Regions from separate parts of the Mus musculus genome. Here all the other regions are linked to region 3. Evidence: chromatin contacts called from public promoter capture Hi-C data. All regions are on one chromosome and are shown on one strand. The core of a region is the stretch at or near the end of the contact, and the rest is flanking DNA. Distances in the headings are between cores, read along the strand shown.

Region 1 (2,700 bases), core at 69-2,568, 2.1 Mb before region 3:
ATCTCCACGGGAAGCCCCACCCCCAAGAAATCCTATATAAGCTCTGCCTTTGGCTTCGTTCTCTGCTGCTTTTCACCCTAGCAGAATTAGCTGCCCTCCTGTTTTTGTTGTTGTTGTTGCTGTTGTTTGTTTGCTTTTTTTCCCTCTCCATAAATCTCTTGTGTGCCTCATGTGTCGTGTGACTTTGTGGTATTCCTTGGCTCCCAATTGCCAGGAAGCCTCTCTAGCAGAGCTGTAACATTTTCCCCGGAACAGAACTTGGCTGGGGAAAACCTGCCTGGCCGAAGTAAAGCTGTAACGCTTTCACTGGGGAAAGCCTCCCTCTGGCAAAGCAGAATTGTTACACTTTGGCTGGAGAAGTCTTCCTCTGCAGAGCAGACCTGTGACACTTTCCATGGGAACCCCCTCCTGCAGCAGAACTGTTATACTTCCTTTGGGAAAACCTTCTGCCGCAGCACCAGGAGTGGAGCTGGAACGCTTCAAGCCTTTCCCTTCAGAGTTGCAACACTTACAGTCATAACTAGCTTGTATCAAATGGACATAAAGCTGGTGGGCTCAAGCTTGTATCCTATTTTGCTTACTCCTACTGGAGTCTGGGTCTTTAATGAGTCGAGAAACTTGGGATCCAGAGTCCCGCATTGATCTTTTTGGTGTCTGGCTATCTAGGTCTCTGGTTCATGCACAATCAAGCAGGGAAGGTACCCTCTTACTCAAAGCTCCTGTGTCTTCAAGTTTGCGTCCCCAGTCACTATCAATAAGGATTTGTTTTGTTTTCTTTGAGTCAGGGTCTCATTGGTTAAGGAAGACCTTGAACTTCTGATCCTTCCAATGCTCCACCCCCAAGTGCTGAGATGATAGGTGTGTGTTATCACGACTCATTTGTGAGGTTCTGAGGATGGAACTCGGAGGCTTTGTGCATGCATTGGTTGCCAGGCAAGCAATTCTACCATCTAAGCTACACCCTCCACATTCCCTCAGTGATTTAAACGCCTTTCAGTAACAAGTTCGAGACAGCTTGGATGCTGTTTTAACGTAAATCCACAAAACCTGCCCTCTGGACACGCATACGGCTCTGGCAGAGAATTAACAGGACTGGCAGAGGTTTCCAAGGGTTGGCGGCTACAGAGCAGTTGTGTTAGGCAGAGCAGCTGAGCCTCAGAACCCGCCTCAGAGTCCAGCAGCTCCATTCCAGAGCAAGTGGCAAAGCTTCGCTGTCCACTGCCCAGCCTAGTAGTCTACTACGCACGCGCGCTGCTCTGACGCTCCGGTTATTGCTCCCTCCCCGCAGTTCCAGCAGCGCGCAGGCGTGCTAAGCCTCAGCTGCGCCCGTAGGCGGGCGGAGGTCAGGGGGCGGAGCCAGCGGCTGCGCACTCGCAAGCTCCGCCCGTCTGGCTAGCTTACGGAGGCGGAGCGCTTACTGTGGAAACATCCTAGCTCGGCGTTGGAGTTGAGTCGCCTGAGGTCCCCGCCGACGACGCACTCACCATGGCGCCTGCTAACCTTGGGCTGACGCCGCACTGGGTGATGCTCCTCGGTGCCGTGCTGCTGTTGCTTCTGTCCGGAGCCTCCGCGCAGGAACCTCCGAGAGTGGGTAAGGCCCGTGGGCCTAGGGGCCGAGGAGTAGGAGGAGGGCGGCCGGGTCGGATCCAGGGCGGAGTCCAGCCCGCGGGCTTGGCTGCCTCTGCGCTCACGCCCTCCCTTGAAGCTGGGTAAGGCAGCCAGCCTCTGCTGGAAGTTAACGTCGTGCCCTGAGGCACGAAAGACTCGGCTAGTCGGAACCGACGCCTCGGCACCTGCTTAGCATCTCGGGGACCATCTGCATTCCAGCACTGTTTTTGTTTGAGGGGAATCAGGGAGCTGACAAGTTGTGTCCAAGACTGAGGCTTGGTCAACTTTGACCTTTGTACGCTCGCTAGAGTTGATGAGGCGCTGCAAGAGAGTATTTTTGTTAGCTCAGGCTCTCTCAAGGTGTCTTTACACTCTAGCCTGTCACGGTGTGTTTTCTCTTTGTGACCTTTTGCCAGTTGTCGCGTCTCTCTGTTTAAGTTTCTTATCTGCTCCCAGGTATGCCTAGGACCGGTCTGGGACTGCCTCACTCCTGCTACCTTGGTGAGGGTGACTAAAGGAGCTGACCCTGGCCGCCCCGGGGAACTTGGGGCTAGATTCTCCAGTAAGGACTTTATGCCAGGCAGAGTGTTGGGGAGCCTGTGGAGACCCAGGACCCTTCCCAGTGTCTCAAGGGTGTCTGCTGCGATACTGGGGGGAGGGGGGGGGGCACGAACCTTCACCTGTTACCAACCACCACGTGTTAGGTGTAAGGATTCTACTCCTTGACATTCTATAGGGAGATAGCTGATGTTTAAAACGGCTAGTCTTTACAAGGAATTTGCATAAATTTACATTACCGTATCCTGTATCCCAAAACTCGCCTTTTTTTGTTGTTTGAGACTGGGTTCAGGCTGGTTTTGAACTTTTTTGTTTGTTTTTTCGAGACAGTGTGTCTCTGTGTAGCCCTGGCTGTCCTGGAACTCACTCTGTAGACCAGGCTGGCCTTGAACTCAGAGATCCGCCTGCCTCTGCCTCCCTAGTGCTGGGATTAAAGGCGTGTGCCACCACGCCCAGCTTGGTTTTGAACTTAAAGGTGTCTGCCTGCCTCTGCCTCTCAAATGCTGACCATAAAGCATTTGCCCTGCCTGGCAA
Region 2 (2,700 bases), core at 136-2,635, 2.7 Mb before region 3:
CCGGCGCCTGTCTAGTCTACCTGTTCAGGCTCTAATGAATGGTGCGGGGAAAACCTGAGGAGAACTGAGAGGAAAGAAGAAAACAGAAGACCACGGTGGAGGGGAGAGGAGAAAAGGCCGCACCCTGCCCTCGCCCCACATCCATCCTCTGGGCTTCCTTTTTTTTTCCTCCCCAGCTCGTCTCAATCACAAGACATCCGTCTAAGCCTTGCAAGTCCCAGTGAGATCACAGCTATTGTGTGTTGACCCGAAAGCCTGCAGCGTAATGTGCCCACTAACAACTTCTGAATTTAGGGAGGGAGTAAAGAGGCCTGGGTTTTCCTGAGTGGCTCTACCCCGACCCCCGACGTAGGCCAGGGCCAGTTACCGTCAGACTTTCACAAGGACCCTAGGCCGTGCCTGAATCCAAGAACAGGCAAGACCATGCAGAGCTGGAGAGTGAGCCCCTCACTGGAAACTTCTGTCTAGGACCCTGTTCTGGCCCCAGCTCCAAGCCCAAGGGGCTATCAAGAACTACTCTATTCCGGGAGCCCGACCCTCGGCCCCACACTTCCCCACCCACCCACCCACCTCTTTCTCCCTCTCTCTAAGTAATTCCTGCCTCAGCCTAGGACCCCGGTCACAGCCTGGGAAGCTGCTTCCCTTGACCCTTTGCTCAGCCTGATACACATGCCTCTGGGATTCCCATCTTCAGTCCTCCGACCATCGCTTTGGCCTGGGATACCCCCACCCTGCTTTAAGCCTGGGACTCTGCACTAAGCCCTGGAACCTCAGCCTTGAGCCCTCAGAGCTCGGTACTCAGTCCTAGATCCCCGCCCTCAGCCTAGGACCTTGGTCTTGGCCTGGGACCCCTACCTTCAGCCCGGGACCCCCGCCCTCAACCTGGTACCCCCTATTCTCTCCCAGGACCTCCGCCCTCAGCCTGGGACCCTCACCTCAGCCTGGAATCCTCGCCTCAGCTTGGGACCCTCGCCTCAGCCTAGGATCCCGGCCCTAGTACTGAGATCGCCAACCTCAACCCTTCCCCCAGGATCCCCAACACCCCAGCTCGAATGAAGTTTTCTGACTGCGAACTGTCCGGTCCTCTGGCCTTTGGAGGGGTCTCGGCCGGCCTGGGACGCGGCATGCGAGCTACCTCCGCGCTGGACCCCCCCACACACACTTCAACCCGCCGCCACTCACTCACCTGCCCCGCCGCGGACAGGGAGGCCGCGGACCAGGTAGAGCCTATGCTGCCGGTCGGGTGGGGCAGAGGAGGCGTACACGGCGCGACGCGAAGCCCGATGCGACCCAGCGGCGGCCGCGGCGTCTCCTAGCTCAGGCGACGGTAAGCAGCGCCTCGAGCTCTGGCCGAAGCACTGCGCGCGGCGAGGACCCGCCCCCTCCGTGCAACCAGCCACTCCTGCGCAGCCCGCCGCCTCTGGCCCCGCCCCCGCTCAAGGGCAGGGCCTGAGAAAGCGGGCGCCGGGAGCCAATGGAGCTGCGAAACGGTGACCATCACAGCCAATCAGGGCACGGAAAGCTCTCCGGCTAGAAGCCGTTTAGCGTCGAAGGGCGGTTAGGGTTGGGCGGGGCCCCACTCTGGGGCTGGGAGGAGGCGGGGCTTCTGGAAAGGTTAGTCAACTGGCGGGGGCGGGGACAGTACGGGGCGGGGCCAGGGCCGGGCCTGGGGCGGGGCCTCCAGAAGGCTAGAGGGAAGGGAGTGGATGCTTGGTTGTGAGATGGCTGCGGGGCCTGCATCCTCTGCAAGTGTTTGGCACACGCAGCTAGCGGGAGACTGCAGACACCCAGTCTCGCACGCGCTGATATTCTAGGGAGGTCAGTTGGACCCACAGCCTTCGCGACTATGTGGGCCTGATCCGTTGACCGCAGCCCTTCGCGGGTGCCCCTCTCTGCTTGGAAGCCTTTGAAAGCCAACACAGCCCAGACTGTAGAACTTGTGTTTAGGTTCTGGGCCTGCACACCTGTCCACAAGCGATTCAAAGCCGATGGAAGAACTGGCTGTGGTAGTGGCTGTGGGAAAACATGTCATGTTGTTGTTGTTGTTGTTGTTATCTTTTGTGCACCTTTCCTCAGAGGTGTCCTGCTCTATTTTGTGTCAATTAACTATCGTTTTCATCGGACTAAACTTCCTTCATCTGATTGCTCTCTATTAGCTTAGGCTTATTCCTTTCTGCACACCACGAAGGTAAAGGAACCAGGCCAACTTGTAATTCCAGTACTGATAGAAGCTGCGAGTCCTGGGAACTCTGCCTTCCATCAGTACCTAGATACCCAGGAGCCCAGGGTCATCCTTCCTGGCTTCCTGAAGCAACCTGAACCAGCCAGAGAAGGCCTCTTTGGACTTGGAAATCAAGCTTTGCCCTTCATAGGTGGAGAGAGTGATCCACATGTTTACCTCCAGACTTTCGAGAAGCATCTCTGGGAAACAGAGTTGCTTCTTTGTTGTCATATGAACAGACGGGTGAGCAGAGAAGTGGGTTGAGGGTGACATTCTAGCTGAGATGACAAAACTCATCCCGCCCTGAGCCTCAAACCCACCAATGACTCACTTCGGTGCCAATAACGATATATCATACATGCAAAGGGGTGTATACATAGCTCTGTCCCCTCATCCCTCCACCTGTTACAATCACGATCTCTATGGTAGAGTCAGGAAGACTCCGTAGGTCTGAAACCTCACCATAGTAACCAAGTAGC
Region 3 (2,700 bases), core at 161-2,660:
ACCGTAATTTAGAAACAAAAGCTTCCCTTTAAGTAGATTCATTCTTCCATGCTGTCTTTGAGTATGTCTGGTTGGGTGGCTGTTTTCTACCCAAGTAGAGGCTGGCTAGTTAAGTCCACTTTTAAACTGTAAGGGCCTATGTATGTTCCCTCTGTGGAGCCCACAGGCACTGGGACTGATGGCAGCCTTTCTCTTCCTACTCTTTCAGCCTCCACCGTCGTCCTATGGATTGGCAGCTTGGTGCTGGGGCTGCTTGCACTGGTCTTCCTTGCCTACCGCCTGTGGAAATGCTACCGGCCAGGTCCTCGCCCAGACACTAGCTCATGTACACACCTATGAAGCTCCATTATGCCAGACTAAAGGAGGCAGAGAGTGACCAGCTGCAGGATTTGGGGCATCAAGATGATAGTGTGGCCTCTTTCCTTGGTGGTCAGCACATCTATAAGTTTCTCCTGACTTCTGGGCTTTTCTGCCTGCTGGCCCAGAGCTAAATAAAAGCCCCGTATCTAGCCACTGGCATATTCTTTCGTACTGTGAATAGGAAGGCTTTGTACATCACCTATCCCTACAGCCAGAGTCCCTGGAGACAGTCACACATCCCAGTTTTCTTTGGTAGGTCGAGCAACAGGATACTAGGCTGGGAAATGCCTGCATTTAACAAGAGTAACTAAGGAGATATCCAGTGGCTTAGAAAAAGTACTTGGGGGGTAACCTGGGAAAACACGAAGAGCGGTATGGATGCCAGACAAGGGAATAAAAAGTATGTCAGTAGATAAAGAGCCAAAGATAACACAGAAAAGGGACATGCGAGGATACTAGAAAGCCACAGCAGTTCAGAATTGCAAAGAGAGCACCCCCCTCTGGTGGTCAGAAATGGTAACAGTCTGGGAAAGGAAGGAATCTGGTGACAACTCCGCTCAGGCACCTTAACGCTCGGAAGGAGACTAAGTGAGGCCAAAAACCCGGGAGAGCCCAGGCCGAGTCTGGGAGCAAACGCAGAAAACGGTTTGAACTCCGCTTTCAGCCCTAGATTCCTGGTGAGCTTTGCGGGGTTTATCTGGTACCCAGGGTGCCTGGTTGCTAGGAGACCATGCTTAGGAAGACTTGCCCACTACCAAGATGGCAAGGTATCGCGCTTCAAGCCAGAAACCAAGCCCTTCCTGGGGGACCATTTTGAAGTCTGGCAAGCTCACAATTCCAGACCGAAGCTAGAAGATGCAGTCATGGAGTAGCAGGAAAACGCACACAGAGAAAGCCAGGGGCACAGGGGGAAAAGGTCGCTTGCGCTTGTTACTATCGAGATTCTCAGAGAGGGGGGCCGCTGCCTCTGCCCTTAACAAAAATGGTCGTCGAGGGAAGGCGCCTCATCGCGCCGTGAATTATGGCGGCGCTTCCGGTCCCGCTGCCCCCAACAAAGATGGCGGCAGTGGAGAAACGGCGGCCGGCAGTAGCACCAGCGGCCAATTTCCCGGACAGTGGCCGGACGTCGGTGTCTCAGGCGGCGGCGGCCGCTGAGAGCGAGGAGGACTTCCTACGGCAGCTCGGCGTGACGGAGATGCTGCGCGCAGCCCTCCTAAAGGTGCTGGAGATCCGGCCCGAGGAGCCCATCGCCTTCTTGGCGCACTACTTCGAGAACATGGGTCTACGCTCGCCGACCAACGGAGGCGCCGGGGAGCCCCCGGGCCAGCTCCTCCTGCAGCAACAGCGCCTGGGCCGCGCGCTGTGGCACCTTCGCCTGGCTCACCACTCGCAGAGGTGCGGACCGATGGCGGACGGGGGTACCAGAACTACAATTCCCGACAGGCCCCGCGCGGGAGCAACTCGCCGCCGGCGCGGGGCGTTTCCGGGAGTAGTGGTCTTTCCTCTTTTCCCGGGTCTGGTCGGCTTGAGGCAGGTTTAAGGTTCTCGGCACGCCTCGCATCGATTTCGCCTGCAGTGTGCGCGGGGTGTACTGGATATTGTGGTCCGGGTAGGAAGTGCTGGGGGTTGTAATCCATCGTCCATCTATTGCATGAGCTTCCAGGTGATTACGGCCTGGAGGAGGTTGCTTTTGAACCCGAGTCCATTTTGCCCTCGCAGCCAAGGGTTTTGGGAGGTCAAGAAGCCCAGCAAGGTAGTATAAATAGTGTGGTGCTTGTCCAGGAGATGGACAGCCTGTGTACTCAGGCCCCAGGCCCCAGACAGAAGTTCCTTAGATGCACACGCAGAGCACAGGCTGGTCTAGAGCCTGACGTGAACCCTGCAGGGAGCTCCGCAGTGGGAGTAGTTCCAGTGTAGGTGACGACTAAGGACGCTTTTTCATTGCATAGTGGATGAGGGAAGCTGATCAGTAGGGCATCATCAGCCAGGGGGTGACCAAATGCCTGAGGGTCTCAGCATGGGAGTGGCTTTCCAAAGGGTGCTTGGAGGAAGACTCAGGGAGGAGAGCAGGGGAGGGGGCCGCAAGGAGGAAGACGTTGGGCAACAGTAGCTCAGGCCTTCCCTAGGGAAGTGAAAGTCCAGAGATCATACATTTCCAGCTGAGCAGACCAGACATCTCTGCACCAGAGGGAAGGGGCTCAGTATCCAAGATGGTAGCCAAGAAGGGAAGGGTGGAGCATGGCGGGCCCATGTGGCTAGAGGGGAGGGGTACAGGCACAAAGGGAGAAAACCAGCGAGAATGTAGACGGACAGTCTTCAGCTAGGACAGCATTGGGGTAT
Region 4 (2,700 bases), core at 128-2,627, 3.0 Mb after region 3:
AACCATCTGTAATGAGATCTGACTGCTCTCTTCTGGAGTGTCTGAAGACAGCTACAGTGTACTCACATAAATAAATAAATAAATAAATAAATCTAAAAAAAAAAAACAAACAAACTCTTAGAACCTCCGAAAGTCAAGTATGGTGATACATGCCCTGTAATCCCAGTCAGTATGCAAGAGAGTGAACAGGAGACTTGCCTCAGGTTGAGGCCAGCCTGGACTACAGCTGCAAAGCTCTAAGCCAAGTCAGGGGTACACAGTTTTGTAATTATCTCAAAAACCAAAAGAACCTCCGAGAAATCGAGGTGAGATTGCTGTCTAAGGTTCTAAAGCAGAGATGCATCTAGCATCTAGGCGAGTGTTTGTCCATCTCCAACGTAGACAACTGTTTATGGAAATCTTTGTAATCTACCAAGAGCTTCCCCTTACAGATTAGTAAACTGAGGCCCAAACATTGGTGGCTTCCAATCTTAGGTTTTCCAGTTCCAATCAGCCCTACTCCTCATCACAGGAATTGACAAGAAAGACAATTGAAAAGAAAGAATGTTGTTTTGTGTAAGGCACAATATTTATTTATCATTATTATAATTATCATTTTAGTTTTTCACGACGGAGTTTCTCTGTGTAGTATTGCCTGTCCTGAAACTCGCTCTATAAACCAGGCCAGCCTCGAACTTAGTTCTGCCTGCCACTGTCTATGCAAATGCTGGGTCGCCCAGCCAAGACACATAGTTGCGGGGGAGGGGGTGGTTGTTTTCATTTTAATTTAATTAACTTTACGTCCCGTTCACAGCCCCACCCCCACCCAGTCCCACGCTTACAAATCCTGCCCCCTTCTCTTCTCAGAGAAGAGGAAGCCCCACTTGGGTAAGACTCTGGTACATCTAATCTCAGCAAGTGTAGGCACATCCTTTCCCACTGAGGAAACACGCAGTCCTCTTCCCCCAGTCCGCGCTGGGTCCACTGGCAAGGAACAGAGACCTAGACAGCCCCTGTTCCACTTGTAGGGGACTCACACGGACACCAAGCTTCACATTTGCTACAAACGTGTAGAGGGGTCTAGGTCCAGCTCCTGAAAGCTCCCTGGTTGGTAGCTCAGGCTCTGTGAGCCCCAAGTCAGGTAGCTTTTAATCCGCACAAAATTTGAGGTGAAAAGACATGAATTTGCCACCACGCATAATACATCCTAAAGGCCATCACCCTTAACCCACACCTTCAAGGAAACTTAGAGCCCACAAAAGCTGACGTCAGCCGGGCGCTCCCCATCCTCGCCGAGATCCACGTTTCCCGAAAGGCTAAGCGGCGGTCGGGGCGCCCCGAAAAGGACACGCCATTGGCCTGGCCAGCATCACGTGATGGCGAGGCCGCCGGCCTCCTCGGAGGGGGACGGAAGTGCGCTGGGGACTCGCCGCGGTGATGTAGCAGCGTGGGAGGGGCCGAGGCCAGCGCCGTCCATCCACCGGCCGCCCCGATCCTGTGGTGAGTCCGCGCGCTGAGCGGCAGAGCGGGCGCCCGTGGGCTCGGCAGGAGTGGCCGTACCCTCGGCGGCGCCGCCATGGACGCAGAGGCCGCGCGCAGGTAACGCGGGCGCTCGCGGCTGGGGTCGGTCAGGGCCGCGGCCCGCACAAAGGCCGGCTTGCGCGTGCGCAGTGGGGACCTCCCCGCTCCCCACACGTCCCCCCCCCCTCCCAGGTCCGCGCACGTCCTCTGCCTCCCGTACCCGCGAGCTTTAAAAGGTGGTGTGTGCCCGGCCGCAGCCTCCGCCCGCGCGGTTCTTCACCCTCCGTCACCGTGGACTGTAAAGGCGAAGCGGGTACCCTGTGGCCGCGGTTGCTGCGGGGTCCTTCTCATCCTCGCGGGATAGATACTATTGCTGTGGAGTGTGTATAACACGCTAAGAAGTCAATCTGTAGATGTCTTTCATTCTGGGATGGTCTTTAAAATTGTCCCTTAGTGGTAATGGGGATGTCAGGGCGGGCCTGACAAAGTATAGGTTTGGGGATTTAGACTCTTCGCAGAAAGCTAAGAAAAACAAAATGGCAAGGTCTTCGCAGGTAAAAGGAATGGAGATTTAGGTATTAGCCCTGCCTGGCGAAGAATTAGCTTGCCTCTAAGTGGCAAATGGACATTGAACTTAGGCAAGAGATTCTGTCTTCAGCCCGCCTTCCCACTCGACGGCTGTATTATGGTACATCTTTGAGCAGATTGACGGGGGCTGATGGCAGTCCATGGGAGTTGAAATGAAAGTCTGGTTTACCACTCAAAGATCCAAGGGACACTGCAGAAGGGCCTCTACTCACAGGACAGGTAGACCTATCTTAAAGCCTTTACCAACTACAGGGTGCCAGGGACCTGCTGGTGAAAGTGGGAAATATGCCGGCCCAACTTTCAGAGGGGTTTGTAGAACTGATAGGTTGAACTGGAGTCTACATAAATACATGCTGAATGGATGCAATAGTGAATCATTAACAAAAAGAGGCACAATATTACATGTGTGTGTACGTGTGTGTGGTCTGTCTCTCTCTCTCTCTAACCCAAGACTAAATAGTGTGTGTGTGTAAGACCTTGATGTCATACTACTGAAATGATTTAAAAATGAACCCAGATTTTTATTATTATTTGGGAGTGTGTGGTTGGGGATTGAGCCCAGAGCCTCCAGTGTGCTAAGCAAGCTTACCACTGAGTCATGTCCCTCAGCCA
Region 5 (2,700 bases), core at 28-2,527, 2.6 Mb before region 3:
CCAAGAAGGCCCAAGTCCAGAGGGGTGTGGCCCCCATGGGCTGGGGAGGAGCCGTGCTGGTGTGGAGACTGGGTTCTCACACCTGGGACCCCATTCGTATAGATGACCATACCTATAGTCTAACCTCCCGGCACCCCACCACCTTGGGAATCTATTAAACCAGAGTTGCTGGTCGGCCATTCCTCTTTGGACCCATGCCCCTCTCCATTCGTTCTACTTTGCTGCCCTCGCAAGTACTCCGCCAAAACCCATCAGGAGGAAAGAGGCTGGTTTCAGGGAGCCCCGCCCTCTCCCAACCCACCTCAGGCTGCTAGCAGCCTCCACCTGCTGAGCATCAGCTGAACATCCCTGCTGGGGTGAGAGTTTGAAAGATTGGGGGATTGGTGGTGAAGGAGGGTGGGGTGGGGCCTAAAACGCTTAGGCCAGACTTCTGTCCCTGTTAACAGTCAAGTAGGTTGATACAAGGTGAGTAAGGTTTTGTGTGTGTGTGTGTGTGTGTGTGTGTGTGTGTGTGTGTGTGTAGGGGGTCTCCATGCATAGCTCAGCGCAATCCGTCGGTGCCCTTGGAACCTAAAGACGCTGATACCCAAACGAAGGGCGTGCACAGCTGGTGCAGTCTATATCTAGCGGTCAATGCCTTGGTGCCTGGAATGCTTTAGCAGGTGGTCGCGGGGCGCTCGTCTCAAGAGGAGCCGGACAGAGCCAGCGCAGACTTCTGCAGGCCAGCAGGGGTCAGGGGCGGACCCGGGGAGGGGCCTTGCTTGGTCTTAGGCCGGGCGGTCACCTCTGTGCTCGATCAGATCAAGCAATCTGCTGTGAGCTGAGACCCGGTCAAGCGCTGGACGGGTAGGGGGCTCGTAAAGGGGCTCAGGCGGGCTGCGGGGCCCAGGGGTTGGGTGAAGAGGAGACGGGATGGAAGGGGGCGGGGAAGAAGGGACTTATTGGAGAGGCGGACAGAGAGGGTCGGCTTGAGGAGGAAGCACAGGAGCCCGAACACTGGGCGAGCGTACTGAAGGGGGCCTGGAGTCTAGAGATGTAGGTTCTTAGGGCACAGGCTAGCAGACGCGCCACCGGTCGTCCGCTCCTCAGGGAACCACAAGACCCACCCGGTAGTAAATCTCCAAGTGTAGAGGGCGCGTGCATGAACCCCCTGTGGAAGTAGCTGCGGGTGTAGCCAGGTGTTTGCCCCGCCTCCTGGAAGTTCTGCGGCTGCGCCTCCTGTCTACCACGCTGGCCACTCCTTCGGGGCGTGGTCAGTCAGGTAACCACGCCTCTCCATGCGGCCCTTGAGCCTACGCGCGGGTTTTTGGGTGTTGTAGTCTGCGTGTGCGCGTTGAATCAGCCACAGGCCTGTGGGACGCAGAGCTAGGAATCCATTCTATGCGTGCCTGGGGAGCCACGGGGTAGTGCAAGGTACGGTTCTGTTCCTTCCGGTGTCCTGAAGACGAAAGCGGGCTGAATTCTCCACTACAGAGGACCGCGGAGTCCTTGGCGCGACTACAAAGCTCCAGGCAGGGTTTGTAGCGTGCGGAAGGCGCATGCGGGGTCTGCTGGGTGGAAGACAAGCAGAAGTCTTTGGGATGCATAGGGGCAGTAGGATAGGTGTGGGACACGGGCTAGTATCTGTGGGGTGTCAGGGTCCTTCTGTGAATACAGAGTATAGGTGAGGACCTCAGCGTTACGAGCCTCGGGGCAAGAGTCTGAGTGCTGGCCCGCATCCTGGGCTCATGGTTGCAGAACCGTCGGGAGGATAAATCCCCAGGCTGCCTAGTGGGACCTTTGAGCGCCATTTCTCTCCTTGTCATTCCTCTGGAACGGAGTTCTTTTGCTTTCAAAGTATCTTCCTCAGGTCAGGAATCACCACGTGCGCCTGCCCCAGCGACTTTAGAGCACGTGTTGCCTGCAAGGAAACCCCACTGCCCACGCCCTGGACGTGGCGCGCCTCCAAGGCTCATTGTTTAGCTCAGAGGTTGTAGGCACCCTGACAACTGTTAACAACTTCCCTTTGGAACAGGTGGAATCTGCAGCTTGTACAGGCTGCCTGTAGTAGCCAGTCTTTTCTGTACTTCCAGCATCTCTGTGACAGGGATACTAGACTTGGCTAATAGCCTAGGAATAAACCATATTGACGTGACTCCTCACCCGGTGAGTGTTCCCATCCTAACTTCCCTGTCTTCACGATGTTGGTCGGAACCTCAGGGGGCTAGAAGATGTTTGTGGGCCTTCTCTCAGTGGAGAGGATAGACTAAATCCTTAGACTTGCTTGCCTGACTGTTAAGAAGTAGCCTCCTCCCAGTGAGACTCAAGGACTCCGGGAGCTGCTCAGATGGACTCAGCAGGGCACAGAGCCTCTGACTTTGCAGAGCCTGACACATTCTCCGGGCTAGGGAGCCGGATGTGTGCCTTCCAACAAGGCACTGGGGCTGAGGAAAGAGATTGATTCTGGGCATTTGAGCCAGTGGCAAAGATACAGTCAACACTCAGCCACCACAATGGGAGAAGGGCATTGGCGTTTGTTTTCCCCCCTTCCTTAATTAAAAGGAACCTTCCTGTTTCAAGATAAAAAGAAAGTGGGCCTTGGAAAGAAGTTTGTGAACAGTTGTATTCCACACTTCTTACCCACCTCCACCCCTACCCCCATCTCTCACACGGGTGCTAGGCTGGTCAGAAAGGACTGTGTAGTGCCCCTCCCCGACACTA
Region 6 (2,700 bases), core at 149-2,648, 2.3 Mb before region 3:
CACACAGTGATTTTCCTCTTGCCTATGTGTGCGCGTCAAAATTCACCTCCAACCCCTAATGTCCCAGATGGCTCCCACAAACAGCAGACGCGCTGGGTACTCGCGCTGGGTACTCGGAACTTCGTCTCCCAGGCGCTCGGCGCCCATGTGGGCTCTGAGCCCTCGGAAGGGGCATGGACCACCAAAAAAGCAGCCTGCCTCACCTAGGTTACGGTGTCCACCCCGTGGGAGCGCAGTGTCTCCTTTGCAGGACACAAGATGCTCTCACTGGGCGTAGCTTTCCCTCTGTGGGATATAGGGTTAGGGTCTCCCTCCTCGGAGTTCAGAGTATACTCTGCAGGGCACAGGGTTCCCTCCCTGTGCCCTTCCTCTGGGCGCCGTCTCGCCTCTGCGGAGCACATGGTCCCTTCTGCAGGGCACAAAGTCCCCATCCCCTGGTGCAGCTTCCTCTCCTCAGAGCACAGGGTTCCCACCCCCCAGCCTGAGCTTAGCCTCCCTTCTGCTAGGCACTGGTCCCTTCTGCAGAATACAGAGCTCAACCTTTCCTCTACCAAGCACATGGTCCCTTCTGCAGGGCACAGGGTCCCCATCCCCGGACACAGATTCAGAGTGACACAGGGTGTCTCTTCTCAGGGCGCAGCTTTCCTTTTGCAGGGCACAGGTCCCCTCTCTAGGATACAGGGTCCCCATCCCCGGACGCAGCTTTCCTTCTGCAGGGCACAAGGTCCCCCTCCCGGTGTGCAGTGTCCCCTGTGCTGGGTAAAGGTCCCTTCCCGGGGTACAGGGTCCCCTCCCCGGAGCACAGGTCCCCTCCGCCCGGTACACCATTCCCCTCCCCGGGCGCAGTCTCCTCTCTGATGGGCACAGGTCCCCTCCCTGGAGTACAGGGTCCTCTCCGCGGGCACAACCTCCTGTCCGAGAGGCGCACGGTCGGCTCGCCGCGGCGCAGCGCATCCCACGCGGACGCGGCGCCTCCAGGAGCGGACGAGCCGTCCTGGGCGCAGCCTCCTCCTGCAGCGCAGCGCATCCAAGAGGACCGCGGCCCGCCCTCCGCGCGCCGCCCGGGATGCGCCAGGGACCCCGCAGCTCGCCGCGGGCCCGGGCCCCGCACCATAGGGTCTGGGGTCGGTGGTCAGGTCCGCGGCCGCCGGCGCTGCGCGGCCTCAGCCACCTGCCCCGCGCTTACATAAACGCGGCCGCCCGCGTCCCCGCCGCCTTACCTCCGCTCACGCTGCGCCCGCGGGCTGCCGGCGTCTGGCTCTGGGCGCTGCGGCGGCCTCGGCTAGCCCCGCGGCCCCAGCTAGGAGCCCCTCGCCGCCGCCTCAGCCTCAGCCACCTCAGCCTCAGCCGCTGCCTCAGCCTCTGCCTCTAGCCTCGGCGCCGGCGGCTCCGCCCCCTCGGCTCGCCCCGCCCCAGCCGCCGCAGCCGCGCGCGCGTGCTCGCTTGCAGGGGTGGAGCCAGCGCTCCACGCTGACGTGCGCGCCTCCTGCCCGGAGCCGACGTCCGGACTCGCTCGCGGCGGCGGGAACTGCGAGGGTTAGCGGTTAGAACCAAAACAGGTCGTGCGTCGCTAGGGAGACTCGAAGCGGAAGGGAGCCTCCGACACGCACCGAGAAGATCGACGGGGGCGGGGTTCTCGAACTCGCGGGCAGGAGCCTCGGATGGGACCTAAGGGGACAGGTGGGACCAAGGATCCTAGAGATCCTGTGGGATCTGGGAATGGGGCAGGGAAAATCAGAGCGAAGCCACTGAAGTGCGACTGTGACCGCCGCTTGAAGACCTACTACACCCCGTACGTGGTACCCTGGCATCCCGCAAGAATCGTCCCTGGGCCTTCGTCCAGTTTTGAGAGCTGGCCCTGGCCACTGACACCCACCTCCGTAGACCTTGAAAATAAGTAGGGAGAGGAGCAGGGACATGATTTTGTGAAGCAGGGTGTCTACTGGTGGTCACTAGAAATGATGGCCGGTTTTTAACCTAGACCCCAGGGTCAAGTTCAGGCTCTGCCACCTCTTAGGCATACCAGATGTGTCTTGTGCTTGCATTGTCTGTTTCCACGTTTGTTTAAAAAGAAAAAGGTCTAGTAAAAGACAAGTGCAGGTAGGTAAAGTACTGTGTCGAGCATCCAAGATGTGGTCAACAACTTGTGTGGTTCCTCGCCAGATTGTCTTAACCTGGGGTGCTATGCCCAGAACGGGGCCTGGAGAGGTCCAGAATCGGAAGCATGAACTGACCACAGGAGTAGTGTTGTAGCCGGTCCACATCTGCTTCCATCACAAAAACATGTCCTTTGGACCAGCTAGCCACTCAATGAATTCTTCAGCCTGCCTAAAAGGTGGGCACCAGGCAGTGCCTACGGGTGCACTTGTTGGCAAGTAAGTAGAGATCATCACTCTTGGAACACCTACCAGGATGTCAAGCTTCACATACAAGTATGTGCACAAGGACAAATGTGTCTGTTTCTAGGTATCACACTACCCCAGAACTTAGTAACTTAAAGTCATGGTTTGTAAGTCTGATGAATAGCAGCTTTTATGCAGTGTTCAGCTGGTTTGGTTCATCTCTGCTTCATAGATGACCTCACTCCCTTATGTCATGTGTTACCTACTGTTAGTAAGCTAGCTCTCGTTGCTTCTCATAATGGCTGTGGTTTGGCCACAAGAGAGCAAGTTCCAGCCTTTTCATCCCCTGTGCACATCA
Region 7 (2,700 bases), core at 100-2,599, 2.4 Mb after region 3:
TCTTCCCTAGGTAGCCACGAGGAGGCAGTCTCCCACACTGGATGAAGCTTGACCATAGGAGCCTCAACACCCACCTCGCTAAGTGCCACACATCTTCCAAGGCCATACCTACCCCAACATTGACACACCTGAGTCGTGCCAATCCCCATGGGCCAAGCACATTCAAACCACCACATTCCATTTCCTGGCCTTACATCCTTGTTTAAACACACAAGTCTATAGGGGCCATCATAGCCACAATGCAAAAGTCCCCATAGTATATCATAGTCTCAACAATGTTTAAAAGTCCAAAGTTCAGAGTCTCTTCTGAGACTTATGCAATCTCTTAACTGTAATCACCTGAAAAAAAATCTCAATCATAATGGAAATTGTGTATTTTCAACATCACAGGATGCACATGACCAGTCCAAAATTATAGTGAGGAAATACTGGACCAAAGCCAGACCAGAAATCAGCTGGGGAAACGCCAAACTCTGCATTTTCATGTCTAATCTCTAACTCCTTTCAGCTTTGGTGACTGAAACACAATTCTTTCTCTTGGCTGGCTCCACTTCCTATTAGCAGTTTTCCTTGGCAGGTATTCTATGGCTCTGGCATCTCTAATATAGTCTCCGAGGCAACTTCAACTTCACACCTTCTTGTTCCAATGTTGGGGATCCACACACATTATCTTCTGGGCTCCTCCAAAGGGCTTGAGTCATATCTCCAGCTCTGCCCTCTGTAGCACTCTGCGCTGTTCTTGGTGATCATCCCTTGGTTTTGGGCTCTCCAGTATGCTCTGGTCTTGTGCTCCAACTAGGCTCCATCAATAGCCTCTCAGGCAGACCAAGAGATCGGGAATGTAAAGGGTAGATGAAAAATAAAAATACATCCCCACCCCTAGGTAATCTAAATGGTTGGATTATAAAGGGAAGGGCCGCTGTGGGAAGCAGGGCTGTAGAAGTTCAGGGTAGGGTCGGGGCATGCCAGCCAACTCTGTAAGCAGTATGGACTGAGGGATGCAGGGAGAAGTTGACAGACAGCCTCTGCGCTGATAAAGTACCCACCTTAGTTTTTTATCCCTGGTTGTAGGACCTAACATTCTGTGCCCAGGAGGAAGAAGGGGAAATACCTACTGTGTGAAGGAGAAGTGCCGGAATGACTTTGCAATCCAGGCACAAGTTCAGCTGCAATGCCAATCTCCACAGCTCTGGGAAAGTTCTGTCCCTGCAAACCACTGTGCATTGTCCCTGTAAGGCACTCTTGACTCTAGAGTGTTAGCGCCTGTCACAGAGGCCTTATTAACCAATCAGAGCCTGGATTCGGACTGCCAGTCAGAACGGAGGCGGGCACTTCCGCCACCATGCTGCAGGTTTGACTGTGAGTCTTAGGGAAGCTCTTGTGGTTCTGTGTGCTGCTTTTTCAACTGCTGCTAGGAGCTGTGAGGAGAGTGGGTGAGCCCGGAATCCGCACCATGGTGAGCGGGGCCGCCGTCCCCACGCGGGGAGGATCTGCGGGAGCCCGGGGTGCGGGAACCGGCGGCGAGACGCGGGGCCCGGTGTGATTCCCTTTGTTCCCCCTGAGGTCCCCTCATCTCCCAGGCGGAGGCGGGACCTCTGATCGACTTAGTTCCCCTCTCTGCGCCTGCGTACAACTTGGGACGCCGGACCTGCTGTCCGCAAAGTGCAAAGCACCATTCAGTGCACGCGCATGCGCGGGTTTCACGGTAGCCAGATTTTCTGACTTGCAGAGCTCTAGTTTCTCTAGAGTCTTCTAGAAGTTCTTCACTTGGCATTTGCCATTCAGGTGTGGGCTCCATCTCCAGTGAATTCTGCGCAGGTGTAAAGTCTGTGCTATTAACACATTCGCATGCAGATGCCACCGTGGTCCAATCCCATGTGTAAGACCAGACTTACTGGGTTACCTACATTAACTGTGTTGCTGTTTCTGAGTGCTCTCTCGTGTTTTGTTGGTCTCTTTCTTTCTCAAACAGCACAGTCTTTATCGCAGGTGTAGGGTAACTTAGAAGCCAGACGGTGTCACTGTGCTGTTTATTCAGCCTTGTGTGTTCATGTTTTCTTTCATGCTGACCTTTTGTCATCGGCTTTCTGTCGTTCATTGCAGAAATCGTTAGACTCTTTAGTGGACGTTTGTTGAATCCATAGCTCAGATTGTGTCCTGCAATAATACTGAGACTTCTTGTCTACAATCTTGCAATTTCTCTCCTTTGATTGAATTCGTTGATTTTTTTTTTTTTATTATATATTTATAGTTTTGGCAACCGATATTTGTCCCACTTCTGTGTATTTCTGGCCATTTTATCCATGGTGACATATAAGAGATATGGGGATCTGTACTTTTAATTTACTACATTTGTTTCTTGTACACAAGTGTTTGGCTTTCTTGTATTTGTGTTTATCAGTTGGGTGTTTGGTGTCCATAGAAGACCAAAGAGGCCATTAGATGTCGCCACCAGGATCTAGGAATAATTTTTTACCACCATGTTAGTGCTGGGAACCAAACCCAGCTCTTCCACTAGAGCAGAAGTCTTAGTTGCTGAGCCATCTCTTCTGTCTTAAACTTGACAGACTTTGAAAAATTTGCATGTGAGTGTGCCCATTTCACAGGCTGAAAACTGAGGGTTAAGGTGATTGAGGTTTGTTAAAAGTCTTGTGTTTGGGAGTTGGGAGATGTCTCAGAGGTACTGTTTGAGACTCGGTC

What was found. Promoter capture Hi-C pulls out the DNA fragments that hold promoters and counts their contacts.
Region 1: a contact with region 3 is called in a promoter capture Hi-C map of pre-B cells, with 4 times the contacts expected there. The contact joins the promoter of Pttg1ip here to the promoter of Tpgs1 in region 3. A contact is called at or near these places in 3 of 39 promoter capture datasets (embryonic stem cells, erythroid cells and pre-B cells) and 2 of 115 datasets of contacts at active chromatin or transcription factors (cardiomyocytes and embryonic stem cells).
Region 2: a promoter capture Hi-C map of pre-B cells shows a contact between it and region 3, with 3 times the contacts expected there. The contact joins the promoter of Pcbp3 here to the promoter of Tpgs1 in region 3. A contact is called at or near these places in 2 of 39 promoter capture datasets (liver and pre-B cells).
Region 4: a promoter capture Hi-C map of pre-B cells shows a contact between it and region 3, with 6 times the contacts expected there. The contact joins the promoter of Tdg here to the promoter of Tpgs1 in region 3. A contact is called at or near these places in 3 of 39 promoter capture datasets (hippocampal neurons, liver and pre-B cells), 1 of 484 Hi-C or Micro-C datasets (muscle stem cells) and 2 of 9 other capture datasets (adipose tissue and liver).
Region 5: a contact with region 3 is called in a promoter capture Hi-C map of pre-B cells, with 2.8 times the contacts expected there. The contact joins the promoter of Slc19a1 here to the promoter of Tpgs1 in region 3. A contact is called at or near these places in 3 of 39 promoter capture datasets (the C10 cell line, hematopoietic stem and progenitor cells and pre-B cells).
Region 6: a contact with region 3 is called in a promoter capture Hi-C map of pre-B cells, with 6 times the contacts expected there. The contact joins the promoter of Adarb1 here to the promoter of Tpgs1 in region 3. A contact is called at or near these places in 3 of 39 promoter capture datasets (embryonic stem cells, liver and pre-B cells) and 1 of 9 other capture datasets (liver).
Region 7: a promoter capture Hi-C map of hippocampal neurons shows a contact between it and region 3, with 4 times the contacts expected there. The contact joins the promoter of Zfp873 here to the promoter of Tpgs1 in region 3. A contact is called at or near these places in 2 of 39 promoter capture datasets (hippocampal neurons and liver) and 1 of 115 datasets of contacts at active chromatin or transcription factors (astrocytes).

What each region holds. Positions count from the first base shown.
Region 1 is chr10:77,580,337-77,583,036 of GRCm38.p6, forward strand. Pttg1ip (pituitary tumor-transforming 1 interacting protein) reads left to right here and starts at 1,319. Exons shown (of 6, transcript NM_145925.3): 1 at 1,319-1,591. The coding sequence starts at 1,486.
Region 2 is chr10:76,960,562-76,963,261 of GRCm38.p6, forward strand. Pcbp3 (poly(rC) binding protein 3) reads right to left here and starts at 1,386. Exons shown (of 16, transcript NM_021568.2): 1 at 1,187-1,386. It overlaps Gm35664 (a long non-coding RNA gene), which reads left to right and starts at 1,580. Exons shown (of 2, transcript XR_380584.1): 1 at 1,580-1,614; 2 at 1,815-2,041.
Region 3 is chr10:79,668,029-79,670,728 of GRCm38.p6, forward strand. It overlaps Tpgs1 (tubulin polyglutamylase complex subunit 1), which reads left to right and starts at 1,411. Exons shown (of 2, transcript NM_148934.3): 1 at 1,411-1,755. The coding sequence starts at 1,418. It overlaps Madcam1 (mucosal vascular addressin cell adhesion molecule 1), which reads left to right. Exons shown (of 5, transcript NM_013591.3): 5 at 209-514. The coding sequence ends at 339.
Region 4 is chr10:82,628,461-82,631,160 of GRCm38.p6, forward strand. Tdg (thymine DNA glycosylase) reads left to right here and starts at 1,378. Exons shown (of 10, transcript NM_172552.4): 1 at 1,378-1,578. The coding sequence starts at 1,556.
Region 5 is chr10:77,031,935-77,034,634 of GRCm38.p6, forward strand. Slc19a1 (solute carrier family 19 (folate transporter), member 1) reads left to right here and starts at 1,278. Exons shown (of 6, transcript NM_031196.3): 1 at 1,278-1,413.
Region 6 is chr10:77,416,875-77,419,574 of GRCm38.p6, forward strand. It overlaps Adarb1 (adenosine deaminase, RNA-specific, B1), which reads right to left and starts at 1,399. Exons shown (of 11, transcript NM_001024837.2): 1 at 1,221-1,399. Gm17769 (predicted gene, 17769) reads left to right here and starts at 1,502. Exons shown (of 1, transcript NR_027377.1): 1 at 1,502-2,700.
Region 7 is chr10:82,046,774-82,049,473 of GRCm38.p6, forward strand. It overlaps Zfp873 (zinc finger protein 873), which reads left to right and starts at 1,350. Exons shown (of 4, transcript NM_001319203.1): 1 at 1,350-1,456. The coding sequence starts at 1,454. Gm46195 (a long non-coding RNA gene) reads right to left here and starts at 1,275. Exons shown (of 2, transcript XR_001779681.1): 1 at 1,116-1,275; 2 at 1-813.